Linked DNA regions of Mus musculus: all the other regions are linked to region 1. The links are chromatin contacts, called in public promoter capture Hi-C maps. All regions are on one chromosome and are shown on one strand. Each heading gives the region's core, a stretch centred on a gene start, on an enhancer-like site or on the middle of the called end of the contact. The rest is flanking DNA. Distances are from core to core; before and after follow the strand shown.

Region 1 (4,687 bases), core at 982-3,481:
AAGCAGAAAATGATTCTCTTTTGTAGAAAAATACTTTAGTGGTCTGTATTAGGAAGAATGAACAGTGATGCTATGTATAAGCAACGGTGAGTGTAAAAGCAGCACTCATGAAGAGGTTGTGCGAAGGTCCTGGGACCTTAAGAGGTAGGAAGAGGGAGGGTGATAGACACAGGAAAAGCCAGGAGCCTTGCAGATGTCCAGTAGAGAAGAAAGGGTGGAGGCAGAGAGCTCTGAGGATGTCAGCAAGGGCTTTTCTAACACTTATTTACAGCCCACTTGCTGTGCCTGTGTGTGTAGAATACTCTGTCCTGTTAACCTACAATTAGCATGGGTTGGTGACTCCACTGGGCAACAAAGGAAAAGAGCTTGGGTTCCCTACTTGAGGGGAGATGGGGAGAAAAGACTGGTGGCAACTGAAATGTAAAGAACAGGTTGGCAGGAAGTGTGTAGATACTGGGGCTTGAGTGGATAGGAGAAACGAATCCCTGGAGACTTTCTCAGTCTCTCTCTCTCTCTCTCTCTCTCTCTCTCTCTCTCTCTCTCTCTCTCTGTCTCTCTCTCTCTGTGTCTGTCTCTCTCTCAGTCTCTCCCTCTCTCCCTCTGTCTCTCTCTGTTTCTCTGTCTCTGTCTCTCTCAGTCTCTCTCTCAGTCTCTCTCTCTGTCTCTCTCTCTGTCTCTCTCTCTCTCAGTGTGTGTATAATACCTGTAGTCTGTGCATCTGTGGTGCATTTGTGTGTATGCAGGTGCATATATAGTAAGCATTTCACTGTGGGGTGTATTTTTATCCATAGATTATATATCTAAAGTTCTGTGTGTGCCCATGTAAGTCTGTGTATGTCATCTGTAGTGTATTTGTGAAGTGTGTGTGTATGTGTGTGTATGTATATTATGCATTGCTTAAGTGTATATCTGTTCTTGTGTGTCCATATGTGCAAGTGGTACATGTGTGGTGTTGGTGTGTCTGTGTTGTGTGTGTTTGATATCTCTCAGTGTATATGCATATAGAAAGCTGAGTTTCTGGATGCTTTATTTGTTGACTTGTGAGGCTGAACTCTAGTGTCTGAAGTTAATATAAACTTAAACAGAATAAAAACTTTGTTCTGTAATTAGAATTGGTGGCTTTGCATTTTACATAAGGTTCTTGGAAGCATTAATGTATTGAATATACTATGAAAATTCGTCATGATTTTTAGCATGAAAGGTATACTACTACCAGGCATGGTGGCACATGCCTTTAACCCCAGCACTTGGGAGACAGAGACAGGTAGATCTCTGAGTTTTGAGGCCAGACTGGAACAGAGTGAGTTCCAGAATAGCCATGAATACACAGAAAAACCTTGTCTTGAAAAACTTAAAAAAAACAACAACGTGTATTAGTATTGTGTGTATGTGATGAATATGTGTGGATAAAGACCCACTGTGTGATGCAGAAGTTAAGAGAAGTTCTTCATTCTTGAACACCTTTTAAGATGGCTTGAAGCACTGGAGTATAATTTTGAGTCTACTCTACTAGCTCTGTGACCTCTTTAACCCCTTAGAGTTTTTATGAAGACTGAATGGGGCAGTGAACTTAGTGCCTAAAATGGCTGATGACAGTTTTTAGGTTTTTTTGTTTGTTTGTTTATTTGTTTTGTTTTGTTTTTTAGTTTTTTTGAGATAACATTTCTCTCTGTAGCCCTGGCTGTCCTGGAATTTACTTTGTAGTCTGGCCTCAAACTCAGAGGTCTGCTTGCTTCTGCCTTTCAGGTACTGGGATTAAAGGTGCATGCCACCACCACAGGCCTAATATTTGTTATTTAAACGTGCCATTTTGCTCAACTTGTTAGAGTAAAACCAATCAAATCCTCATTTAACCCTTTTAAAGCTACAGACTCTATTTCTCTCTTTCCGGAAGCACTTGTACGGAACCTCTGAGAGTCTATCTTCTCTAGCTACACTCTCAGATCTTCTTCTCTTGATGCATTGGTAGCTTTGGCTGGAGCAGCTTCTAGAGCCTCCAGAGCTTCCAGAGACACTGAGCTGCGTCTGGAGGAAAGCCTCAGGAGCCTCAGACTAGCTGATCTTTAGGAAGCTGAGAATCCTGCTGGGCCCAGGGGTCTTACCTCAGAGCTGTGTCTTCATGCCAAGTAGTCTGAGATGCCACAGTGTCCAACAGTCTTCTCTCTGGGGGAAGGGGCAGCAACTGGAGATTCTGCCTTTATTTTGTTCCTCTCATCCCTTTCTGGTGGATGCTGCTCTTTAGTCTTGCCTTTGACAAGTTCACAGAGTCTTTCAACTCCTCCGGTTTCTTTTCTGTAGAACATACTGCTGTGGAGGTGGAGTCCAAGACAGAAGTACTTCTCCAAACCATTTCTCGATTTCAAAATGAGAGTCAAAAAATTCTGTGAACAATCATTTCAGTTAAGGTTAATAGGATAATGTCAGGTGTTAAGACACTGGTTTCAATTCCATCCTCAGGTCTGTTCATCCCACCAGGCAGGTTTGATTTTGGAGATTTCATTGGCTTATGGGCCATCAACGGTAGATACACAGCAAGACGGTAGGCACGAGCCCTGGGTGTTATAGAATCTGGAACTTAACTATCTGATCTCGCTGGAAAGAAAATTGTTAAAGAGAAAAACTTAAACTCTGGTTCTCACACTAAGCAGAATGAAGGTGACAGGTCAAAGACTGTCGTCGTTCAGTCTGGAAAGAGGAAGAGTGGTAGACAGAATGGTTGCATCTGGACAGTTGTTGGGGGACAGAGCCGAGTCATTATCTTACAGCACGACGGACTCTGTGAACCATTCATTGCTGGTTCACTCCTCTCTCTAGTCCCCCTCCCCCATTTCAGATCCACCTCAGTGCCAGCCTCATGGTCCTTTCTTCTTCCTCTCATCACTGCCAGAGTAGAAAATGCATCAGAAACAGTGTATCTTCAGTGGTGAAAGCTTGGGAGTAAGAGCCACCGTCTATTCTGTCTACTCAGAACTTAATGCTTTCACAGCTAGACTACAGACTTATTTGAAATTGGCTTAAATCTTAGATCTTAATTCATTCCTGTCTGTGACCTTCAACTGAGCTACAGATCTTCTTGGTAGGCTAAGGATGACGTTCAAACTTATTACTACATTTTAGAAAGGACTTCCTCTGGAGGCTTTTGGGTTCATGTATAGATCCATATGTAACGGGGAATTACCGGGTCCAAACCTGCTTGTTCTGAACATTAGTAGACTAAGTCCCAGAGGGGTTAAGCAAATCATGATAGGTTTTTCATTAAACTCCCTTTCCACAGATGAAGGAGTTGAGACCCTTGAAACTCTCTGAGAGCCCATCCTAGATTCTGTTAACAGTTAATAAAGAAGCTGGGGTGAAAATAATGTGCACTAAAAATTCCAATGCACAGCTTGTGGGAATGATAGTGACTGTATAATACAGGGCAGAGGGAGCTGCCACACCCCGTGTAGAAATCCCAATGGTGCCTCTATCTCTATTATAGGGCTATCTGTATCTCTCTGCACATTATCAGAGTCTCAGCCTCTTCATATGTTAACATAAAAAAAAAGAACAGGAATGAGTTGTTTTTGTTGTTGTTTTTTGATTACCCTTGTGGGGATAAAGTGAAATACGTCTAAAAGGCTCAGTACAATGGCAGGCACAGGGCAAGTATTGAATGAATAACAGTTGAGTTGGTACTGGCATTATGTAAGTTGCAACAGAATGCACACTTACAAGTCCACTGGGCTGGAGCAAATGTATCCGAATGCCATAATTCAAGAAATATTTATGAATACTCTAGCCTGCCAGACAGTGTGCAAACTGAGACAAACAAGATAAATAATTCAAAGTAGTTGCCCGAAATGTTTACAGTTGTTGAAGATGCTACCTGAACTGAGTAGTTGAGGGATGTTGGAGAGAGATGTTCCAGGCCTTAGACACAATAGGTATTCAGGCTCCTCAGCAACATCGTCCGTTTCTTCATTTCTTAATCTTTTAAAAATTATATTTTTTATATGCGTGGACGTTTTGCTGTCGTGTATGCCTGTGCACCACATGTGTGCCTGGTGACCTAAGAGGACAGAAGAGGGTGTGAGAGTCCCTGGAACCAGTGTTGTAGATGGTGGTGAGCTACTATGTGGGTGCTGGGAATTGGACCAGTGTCCTCTGCAGGGCAGCCAGGGCCCTTGGCTGAGAGCCCTTGGCTTTTCATTTCTATATGGTTCATACTGTGGTTGGAGCCAAGGACACAGATCAGTTTCTTGACTTGAAATCACCTGACTTAATTAAAAGTGAAAGACAAATGAACAGTCATATCCCCAACGAAGCCATAGAAGGGAAGTCATTTCTTCAAGTGGTCTGTGTGTTTTCTACAGTGTTTGCGTCATCTGGTTTAATAATTAACTAGAGGGAAACAGCAAATTCTTGAAGAGAGTGTGGAAGATGTCGATTTTAGGTTTTCTAGTGATGAGAAGAAAAATTAAACACTCTCCCATTTTCTCTTATTTGTAGATTTTGTCATTTACACAGTGAGTGTCTTCATTGGTCAGGCAGCACAGGAAAGAGCTTTGAGAAAGTATTCGCCCAGCGGTTTCCAGCCTGAAGGAAGTCATAGGTGTCTGGGAGAGACTTCCCTCCCTCCCTTTCTGCTTCCGTGTGTGCATGCACATGTGTGTGCAGGTCAGAAGTCACTGTCAGAGCATCTTTCCCA
Region 2 (4,687 bases), core at 683-3,182, 450 kb after region 1:
TAACTAATGTTGTTGTTACCCTCCATTTATCTTTAATCAGAGAACATTTTACTTATTTTCTATTCATCTGCATTTTTATTGTCTACTGTTGTGTGTTTGCTAAGACCTTCAGTAGGATGCTAAGTGGAGTGGTGAGAACAGACTTCCTTATCATATTCTTGCTTATAGGGAGAAAAAAGTCTTTTCTTTCAGCATTTAATATGATTCTAGCTCAAGGTCTAGTGTAGGTGCTCTTTATTGCCTAGAGACATTTTATTTATTCATTCATTTATTCATTTATTGGTTACTGAAAGCATTGTGCATAAATATTGAGATGAGCATATCTATCGATAGATTTTTCAGTATTCAGCCAGTCTAGTATTCCTAGGATAAATCTTTGTCATGATATGCTATCTTATTATATGTGTTGTATTTGATTTGTTGTGTGTACTTAAAGAAGATAATATAGTAATTTATATATACACTGATTGGCAATTTTTTCAAAATTCATATTTTCTTAAATCTAGAAGAAATAGATGTTTATAATAAAAGCTTGTGAAGCTGGAAAGATGGCTGTGTGGTTAAGAGCACTTGCTGTTCTTCCAGAGGACCTAAGCTTACAAACACCTATATTGGGCAACTCATAACTACCTGTATCTCTAGTTCTAGGGTATCTAACAAACTCTTCTGACCCTCATAGGAACACACACACACACATACACACACACACACACACACACTTCAGCATATTTGCCTTTCTCTTTTCTATGTTTCTTTTGCTGTAGGAGTAGACAGTTATATGTATTTTATTTCAAGTTCAGTAGATTCAAAATCTGGGCTGAGAAATGAGAAATTTCCAGCCCACACAAACCAACTGTTCTAATTAGCTGATAAACCCTGAAAAAAAAATTTGCATCTTTAGCAGAATATGAAGGGGAAACTGCTCTATGTTTAAAAGCCATTATCAGTGACAAAGGTCAAGGGAAAGGAGGAATGCAGGTACTAGGTTCCTAGAAGTTTCGACTGCTGTGTCTCATAACAGTCTTTACCCTACAACAGTGCATTGACATTTTTAAAAAACGTTCTTTCATTAACAAAAATTTCTGGCGCTAGAGAGAGCATCGGCCATCTTTTAAGTTTTATTTTCTAAGACATTTTAATTTTGAGATATGTCTTCCCTAAACAAGTGAGCCCTTTCATTTTTTAATTAAAAAAAAAAAGATGATAAAAGTTAAAGCATTCCCTATTCCAGAAACATGAATAGTTTTTAGGTACCCTCTTCAGACTTATTTTCAGAACTTTAAAAGTCTGGACACCCCCTCCCCCAGTTTTGCTTTAGGAGACTCCAGCTGGTTACTCCTCACATCCTCATGAAGGCACGCCCTGTTTTATATGTGGGACAGAGCTCAAGATAATGGCTAGTCTTACCCGAGGCCTCATGGCTACTAAACATTTTTTTTTTTTTTTCTGAGACTTTGTTTGCTCATTTGTTTGGGTTTTTATCTAGACGGAGCGGGGAGGCGTGGAAGGGGGAGGGGGCGGGAGCTCCTCCGGTCCCTGCCCTGAGTTAATATGATTCTAGGTCTCTCAAACATTTGTATGAGAGGATGAACTTGGATGTTTGTGTTGTTTCTCCTGCTTTATACTCTCCTCGCATAGACCACAGCTGAGAGTTTTAGAGAAAAGGCGCTTTGGGCAAGTGCAAAGTGGTATTGTCGAGTTGCTACTGGAGCTGACTGTGAGGGCCAAGAAAATAGGACAGAGAAAAAAGGAAGTAAAATAAGTCCCAGTGAAACCTTCTCGCTCAGAGGAAGGAAAGCAAACACTGAAATATTGCTTTTTCCTGGCTGTCTATTAAAGGAGAAATTTGCCTACTGTGCTGGAAGAGTCTTTTATCCATCGTTTGGTTGCTGTGAAGCATCCAGCCTGAGGTTTGTTTTTGTATGCACACGGGCTCATTCTGTTACTCACAGTGAACGCCACTGACAGTGTGTGTAGAACAGTTTCAACATCTCTCTGACTAGAAACGATGTCGCTTTGCTTTCATCGGTCAATAATTTGAACCAGAGCCAGTTCTCAGAAACAGTGCAATCAAGATGTTTTCTGCCAAATCGATCTATATTTGTGAAATATCTAAGGTTGTTGTTTGCATGATGGTCTTGTTTTATTTGAATAATGGACTGACTTGTCTAAAATAAAGTGCTTCTTGAGCATTTTGTGGAACTTAACATAGTTTTGTTACTTTTAAAGTTTATGTCAAAGGTACTGTAAATTAATAAACTAATATAAAACCTTTGAGTTTAGCAGTATAGAATTGTAATGATATATTATGCAAGGCAGTACCCCAACATTCTATTTTCATAAGTCCAAGGTCATCGGTCTAAATTACAATTATACAATTTCTGTTATTTTTACTAGTGATTGGTATAATTTGACTAATTATTGCCAAAACAATAGAAGTTGGCTCTGACTCAAGCTGCAACAAATGGTTTTCTATGGGAGATGAACAAGGAAACAGTGGCTTTTTTTCCTCTTGTCACTCAGTGAGGCACTGTGATTAATCATAAATATTGGATGGGGGAGTGGGCATATAGAGAGCTTTCTTTATTTTCCAAGATCTTCTTACTTGGTTGGGATAGAAGGCAACCCTCCAGAGAGAGATAAATGAGTGTGTTTAGAGAAACATCACTTTGACTGACTAATTGGAAGGATGGTGGAAGAAAATCCCACAGGAAATGGCCTGGAGCCTATGACTTTTAGAGTCAATGCTTTTCTTAGGCAGAGCAAACATTCTTTTTAATGGCATAAAAATCCATTTAAATTGAAAGTGCCATCTGCCAAACCTTCTAATCGGACCACAGGTTCAGGAGTAACCATTATCCAATAAGGAAATAATAAAATGTTTTATGAAATATAGGATGGACTTGTAGACAGTAAGAATGTGATTATTAGTGGGGATAATTTTGAAAACACACTTGTATTTTTAGGAATTTTAGACATCACATGGTTTATTAAAAATCTTTTTAGCCTTCCCAGGGTTTCCCAGAAACTTCTTTGACTGTTTTTGCCTTAAGATTCAAATAAACTGAAAGTAAGAGATCTTGGTCATTGTCACTGTGCCAAGGTATGAGATATGTATGAGAGCAGGTAATACAAAATCGCAGTGCCCCATAAGGCGTTCAGGAGAACAGGTTCCTCCAGCTGGCTGTGCCCTTAAGATGCTTGGATTTGCATGAGAGTTTCTGGGAGTCCTCAGTATCTCTACTGGGACTCAAACCCCTTGGCCCCTAGGCACAAGAGATGAGTGTCCACAGCTAACAAGTCCATTCTGGGCCAAGCGTTCCAGCTCCAGATGGTGATGTTTCTTGCAGCCACATCAAGGCAGAGATGCGAACACAAATTCTGTCTTACGACCACCTCTCGTAAATTCTACGCAGAGCTTTCCCATCCCCCTAGGCAGTTCACAGTCTGTTAGGCAGTGAGTCATGCAACAGCAATTGTCTTCTGTGAGGCTGGCCCTTTGGGGTGCAGGCTCTGTAAGCCCAAGTTGTTTGTAAAGCATCACAGATCACTCTATCAGGATGCAAAACCAAGGGGACTTTGTTGTTCATTTGTAGCCTTTGCCTGTGTGTGCCTCATGCACTTCATGTACCTCATCCTTGTCCGGGAAATCCTCTTGCTTCAGTCTTCTGAGTGATGATATTAAAAAAATTTGTGTTACTGCAAAAAAAAAAAAAAAAAAAAAAGACTTGGAATCTCTTCATGGAAACCATAACAGGGGAGGGAGATGGTTCGGGGGCTCGAGTGTTTGTCATGAAAGCGTGAGGATCAGAGTTCAGATCCCCAGAACTACATAAAGGGGGTTGTGGTAGCTCATACCTGTAATCCTCGAGTGCTTATGACAAGAGAGGAGGCAGAGGTAGATGGGTGAATCCCTATCGCATGCAGTCCAGCTAGCTTAGTGCATACAGTGATGAACAGCGGGAAGCCCTGCCTCAAGCAAAGGAGGACCAGGAAAGAAGAGACTGCACAGTCACAAACATGCACACACGTTTTAGAAAGGACCCACAACCCTGAGCCACCGAGCTCTGCTTTCATAAAGTTAAGGAAATCCCCATTGAAAACAACAGGTTGAATGTAGCATTAAGCATGCCACCGGAAGTACCAAGTGAAGTAAGTTGTCTTTAATACAGTACAGAGAATCACAAGTTAACTGATCCTTTTTCAGATCTCTTTTAAATGTTTTATATTGCTGACTGTAGAGAGGACCACCTCATTTTCTTGACAGCTAATGGTAACTTGGCAGGAGCTAGAATCACCACTATAGAGTCATCTTGGGAAAATAGAAAGGGAGTTGATTTTGGAAGGTAATATATATGTATATATATATATATGAATATATGCACTATATATGCACACACATATAAGCACACACACACACACATACCATATGCTGTAAACATGTCAGAAATAGAACACAGTTGCCTGGGTAAAATTCTGAACCCACCAGTACCAGCTATGAATCTGTTGATAAATTGTTTAACTTTGGGTGAACCTCATTTTCTTTAACTGCAAAGCAAATATATATATATAACTACAGTTGCTTCAAGGAATTGCTGTGAGGAATTATTTAGAATATAAAAGTCTGAACATAGAGAAACAATTCAAAGAAATTTAAATGTATCCTATAGTTACAAAATAGATACAT
Region 3 (4,687 bases), core at 820-3,319, 290 kb after region 1:
CCATCATCAATGGAGAAGAACAAGTCACCAGTGAGCATTAAAGAGCTGAGTCACTAACTCAGCACTTACGGGCCACTCTGGTCCCAAACAGCAAAATGCGCGTTATGTTCTTACACAAGCCGAACACTTATCACGGTGGAGAATAACCTCCTATAGCACAATTCTGTTCTCAATTCCAAATTCCCCAGGAGTCAAAAGGAAGAAAGACGTATTCATAAAGCATGCTGAACTGACTAGACATGATCCACCTTCGTGAGGTGCAGAGGGAAATTTATGATACTCTTTATATTTGAAAGGAAGACAGATGTATCAAGGAAGTGAGCTTCTATCTTAGTGACCTAGAGACAGTGCAAATTAAGCCCAAAGCGGGGCGGGGGGGAGGGGGTGAAATGGAGAGGAGAAGCTATAGGGGAAATACTGAGATCAAATGCTGGCATTTTGAAAATATGAACAAAATCAATAAGCTGTAGTCAGATTTATTAAGAAGAGAGAGGACAAAAATCACCCAATCAGAAAAGAGAGGACAAAAATCATCCAATCAGGAACGAGTGAGGCGGTGCCAAAGTCCTACAGTTAATTAAAAACACATTAGGAACTGTTAGCAATTTTACACCCGTAAATCTAGCAACTTGGTGAACTATCCATACCGTGAAAGAAGTGATCAAAGCACTTTCCAGAAATAAATAACCTGACCAGTGTAAGCTACAGAAGTACAACTTCAAACTTCAGGCCTAGATGCCTTCACTGGCAAGCCTTCCCAACAGTAAAGGAAAAAACAGGGCTAGTTCTAGACAAACGATTCAGACAGCAGATAAGAGAGCAGATCCTAGCTCGTTTATGAAGCTGTCATTGACCTGACACTCAAGCCTGTCACAGACAGATTCAGCCAAATACTTCTCATTAATACACACAAATTCTGTAGACAGGACAGGGCCAGAAAGATGGCTCAGCTGGTAAAGTCCTTGCCTCACTAGCCTAACAACCAGGGTTCAATCCCTGGACCCCAAATAAAGGACGGACACCACAGAGTTACCTTTCACCTCTACACTGTGGAATCTCTCCTCCAGTACACGCATTATAAAAAAATTAATAATGATAATGTGATGAGTAAGTATAACAACTGTAATAAACCTTAGCAAAAATCTTTAGTTGATTCCAGAGGGGAATCTCTTCTCCAAATAGAGGCATATGACAGTAATGGTTAATATTAATTTTCAACTAGGATCTAGTTGGGAGATCGGCCTCTAGGCCTGCCTGTGAGAGAGTATCTTCATTCATTTAATTGAAGTGGGAAGGCAGCCCCCTGTGGGTATGCCATTCTCAGTCTGGGCTCCTGGCCTATGGAGGAGGAAAGCGAAGCCGCACGAATAGCAGCACGCATTTATGGCTCTCTGTGCCTCGACTGTGGTGCACTGTGACCGGCTTTTCACACTTCTGAACCTTGACTCTTTCAGCACGATGACTGGTTCCCCTGAACGGGAGCCAAATAACCCCTTTGTCCCCAAGTTACTCTATCATCACAGCAACAGGAAAAGAAACCAAGACAATAAACGAGAGTTTCTTTCATTTTTTTTTAAATGGGAATAGAAGGTTAGCCAATAGTTGAAAGCCAATCCATGCAAACAGCAAATTAAATTAAATAAAAGACCATGTTTATCTCAGTAGATATCACCAAAACATATGATGAAGAATCTTCATTTACAATATAAAAAATATCCTCAGCAATGTAGAAATAGAAGAGTCTCTGGAAATTTATTTTATTTTGAGTGTGTGTGATGTGGAGCAACAACTTATTTTCACATTTATTGCTTTTTTAATTATTTGGACTAAAGTTTCCAGACAGTACCAAGGCTTCATGGTTTATGTCTATAATCTCAGTATTTTGAAAGGTGAGGTAGGAGATTGCCACAAGTTTGAGTCTAGTCTGGGCTACCTAGCACATTCCAGGCCAGTAGGCTTCAGAGTGAGACTCTGCCTTAGAATTTTTTTCCTTAGCATATAGTGACCACAGAACTTCAAACATTTTCCTAATTTAAACAACATTTAAGCCCAGTCACCAGTTTCAGTTTCCTAGAAGAGCTTGAAAGCTTTGTTGAACTCAGATACCCAGCTCCTTAAAAACCGTGGGTCATGACCCCACATGGGGCCACATAACTAACTGTGAGTATTGCGAAACATTGGCAATTGGTAACAGATTCCTGAACATACAATGACCAGAAATTAATTCAAAATCAAGTAGGTAGCGAACCCCTGAGCATCTCGAGCCGTGTTTGCCTGTGCTGCACTGCAGTCTTGGTTCTGAATGGTGTGTGCACTTTGCATTGCATATGCCACTGCCCACACAGAGCCAGAATACGCTGCACAAAACATCATGCCCAGATTCTGGACTGCTATATGCTGAAATTAAAGTGATTTTACTATACATACAAAGGTTTCTGGTCTTAAACATTAATATTTATAAAGAGCAAAGACTTCATTATCATTCCTCAGCATGAATCAAGTTATTATTTCTTTGGATTACATCGTATTAGAATGATTTTTTTTAATTTCTATTTGAGTTGCTGACAAGTTTCATTTTTAAAAAGTTGAATGAATTTTGGCTTGAGATTAAGACAGAATTTCCAGTGGTTTCTGAAAGGGATCGCAACACACACATGCAATTTGTACCACATACTTGTGTCCTGTGTCGTCCTTAGCCCTGACAATTATAAATCAGATATTAATCAACTCTGAAAAATGTTGAAGATGCGTATGGTGGTTTGAATGAGAGACTCTTACAGTCATTTTTGAACGCTTGTTTCTCAGTTGGTGAAACCCTCTGGGAAGGGTTACATGTGGCCTTTTTGGAGGAGGTGTGTCACTTAGGGTAAACTTGAGGTTTCCAAAACCTTTGCCATTATCTCTGCCTCTCTATCTCATTATTGCTGCCTCAAGATGTAAGCTCTCAGCATTGCTTCAGCACCATGCCTGCCTGCTGTAATGCTCCCACCCTGATGGCCATGAACTAACCTTCCACAACTGTAAGCAAGCCCTTGATGAAGTGCTTTCTTTTGTAAGATGCTTTGGTCATGATATATCTTCACACCAGTAGAGCAGTGACTAAGACAATGCCCTATGTCCCAAAGTATCAGATATTCAGCCAATAATTCTTATAAAAATAGATGAATACAGCCACCACCTCATTCATATGTAAATTTACCTTAAAAATCTTTAAATGGTAAAATTATATGTATAGCAAAGAATTGTTTTAAAAACTTGTTTATTATGTGTTCTCAGTAAATGTCTGAGTACTTTTTATTTTAGCCTGTATACCCAGGGTCACATACAAATCTATTCGGTGAAAGGGGATCACACATGGAATGGCTGAGGCAGTCTAGTCTGCATGTTAGTGATGTGTCGGTCTCATTTCTAGCTCTGTGATGTTGTTAGTCATGATTATAACTTTATAGGATTTAAAAGTATCATGCACACAAATCTTTGGACATACCTATTGTAGATTATCTAAACTAGGCTAATTGAGGTGGGAAAACACACCCAAAATATGGATGGTACCATTCCATGGGCTAGAGTCCTCTGGTGAACAGAAGGGAGAGTGCGCTGAGCACAGCCTTCATCTGCCTCTGCATCCAGATGCACTTCGACAAGCTGTCTCGTGTACCTGCCGCCGTTACTTCCTCACTGGATGGACTGTCCCCTTGAACCGTTGGTCAGAATAAATCCTTCCTTGTGTTGCTTTTGCAAGTACTTTGTCTCAGCATCAGGAAAAATAACTAATGTAAACTTACTCATTGAGAAGCACCATTTCCTCACTGAAGATCAAACTGGTGACAGCAGGTAAGTTGGTTAATAAAAAAAAAAGTATTTTGTTTTGTTTGGTGTGTTTGTTTGCTTACTGCAGGGTCTTGGCTGTGTTGCTCTCACTGGCCTCAAACTTCTGATGATCTCATATCAGCCTCCCAGGTGCTGGCATTACAGCCATTGGCTACCACACCCAAGTGAAAAAAAGAATTTTAGAACAAAAGAATACTCTTGTAATTGAAAGGCTAAAAGGAAGGCTTATGGAAGTGTTTGCTGGTGCTTACGGCTTCTAACCATTCATAGGTATCTGAAATTCTCCACTTGGTCTTTGTTTCATGTTACTAAGACCTTTTGCCTTTGGTGATTTTGATCTTGCACATCAGTTCTAAGTACCATCAGTTGTCTTTTATCAATTAAATATACCCACCCAAAATGATTTTCATTTTATTTAGCTGATAAGTAAGATGGAAATAATAAACTGCCTTCAAGTGTATCTGTTTGGAGCATGGAACAACTGTGAAGGGTATGGGCGTTGCAGCTGCCGAGCTGTTGTTTAAACATTATCTCCCACACTGTGCCTAATGGATTTAATTATGGTTCACACAGTTGTTTCTTTATCACCTCTTCAGATGGAGAAGTCTACAGATGCATTGTAAACCTCTATGGGAATGTATTATTAGGCTGTCTCTGTGATAGAGGTATTCCTGAATTATGCTGTGAAACCCACTTGCAAACAAATTCCATTAAACATTGGCTTTCACTTGTAGTTTCTTAATCATAGGTGTTCATCTGGATTAAGTACAACAGGGTCCACATAGCAAACTCAACATTTTGCAACTGCAGCCACGGAGTGGCAATAACAACTAATCTAAATGCATTTTAAAAAAAA

What was found. Promoter capture Hi-C pulls out the DNA fragments that hold promoters and counts their contacts.
Region 2: a promoter capture Hi-C map of liver shows a contact between it and region 1, with 4 times the contacts expected there. The contact joins the enhancer-like site here to the promoter of Gpr33 in region 1. A contact is called at or near these places in 15 of 39 promoter capture datasets (the 3T3-L1 cell line, the C10 cell line, cranial neural crest and 8 more), 6 of 484 Hi-C or Micro-C datasets (the Ba/F3 cell line, bone marrow-derived macrophages, cerebellum and 2 more), 5 of 115 datasets of contacts at active chromatin or transcription factors (CD8 T cells, bone marrow-derived dendritic cells, embryonic basal ganglia and 2 more) and 2 of 9 other capture datasets (adipose tissue and macrophages).
Region 3: a contact with region 1 is called in a promoter capture Hi-C map of liver, with 2.5 times the contacts expected there. The contact joins the enhancer-like site here to the promoter of Gpr33 in region 1. A contact is called at or near these places in 18 of 39 promoter capture datasets (the 3T3-L1 cell line, 3T3-L1-derived adipocytes, the HPC-7 cell line and 10 more), 1 of 15 datasets of contacts at CTCF or cohesin (the NIH/3T3 cell line), 2 of 484 Hi-C or Micro-C datasets (embryonic fibroblasts and liver) and 3 of 9 other capture datasets (adipose tissue, macrophages and pancreatic islet).

The regions. Positions count from the first base shown.
Region 1 is chr12:52,025,832-52,030,518 of GRCm38.p6, forward strand. It overlaps Gpr33 (G protein-coupled receptor 33), which reads right to left and starts at 2,232. Exons shown (of 2, transcript NM_008159.2): 1 at 2,103-2,232.
Region 2 is chr12:52,472,774-52,477,460 of GRCm38.p6, forward strand. It overlaps Gm35135 (predicted gene, 35135), which reads right to left. Exons shown (of 3, transcript NR_136881.1): 3 at 2,966-3,699. Among named protein-coding and RNA genes, the nearest start is that of Gm35135, 5.5 kb to the right of the region's middle. Within about 2 kb of position 1,933, at least 34 of the 459 cell types and tissues checked have an H3K27ac peak or open chromatin away from gene starts, as enhancers often do. A contact at or near this core is called in hippocampal neurons and liver, where this site is marked.
Region 3 is chr12:52,317,177-52,321,863 of GRCm38.p6, forward strand. No RefSeq gene overlaps it. Among named protein-coding and RNA genes, the nearest start is that of Gm40423, 42 kb to the right of the region's middle. Within about 2 kb of position 2,070, at least 8 of the 459 cell types and tissues checked have an H3K27ac peak or open chromatin away from gene starts, as enhancers often do. A contact at or near this core is called in liver, where this site is marked.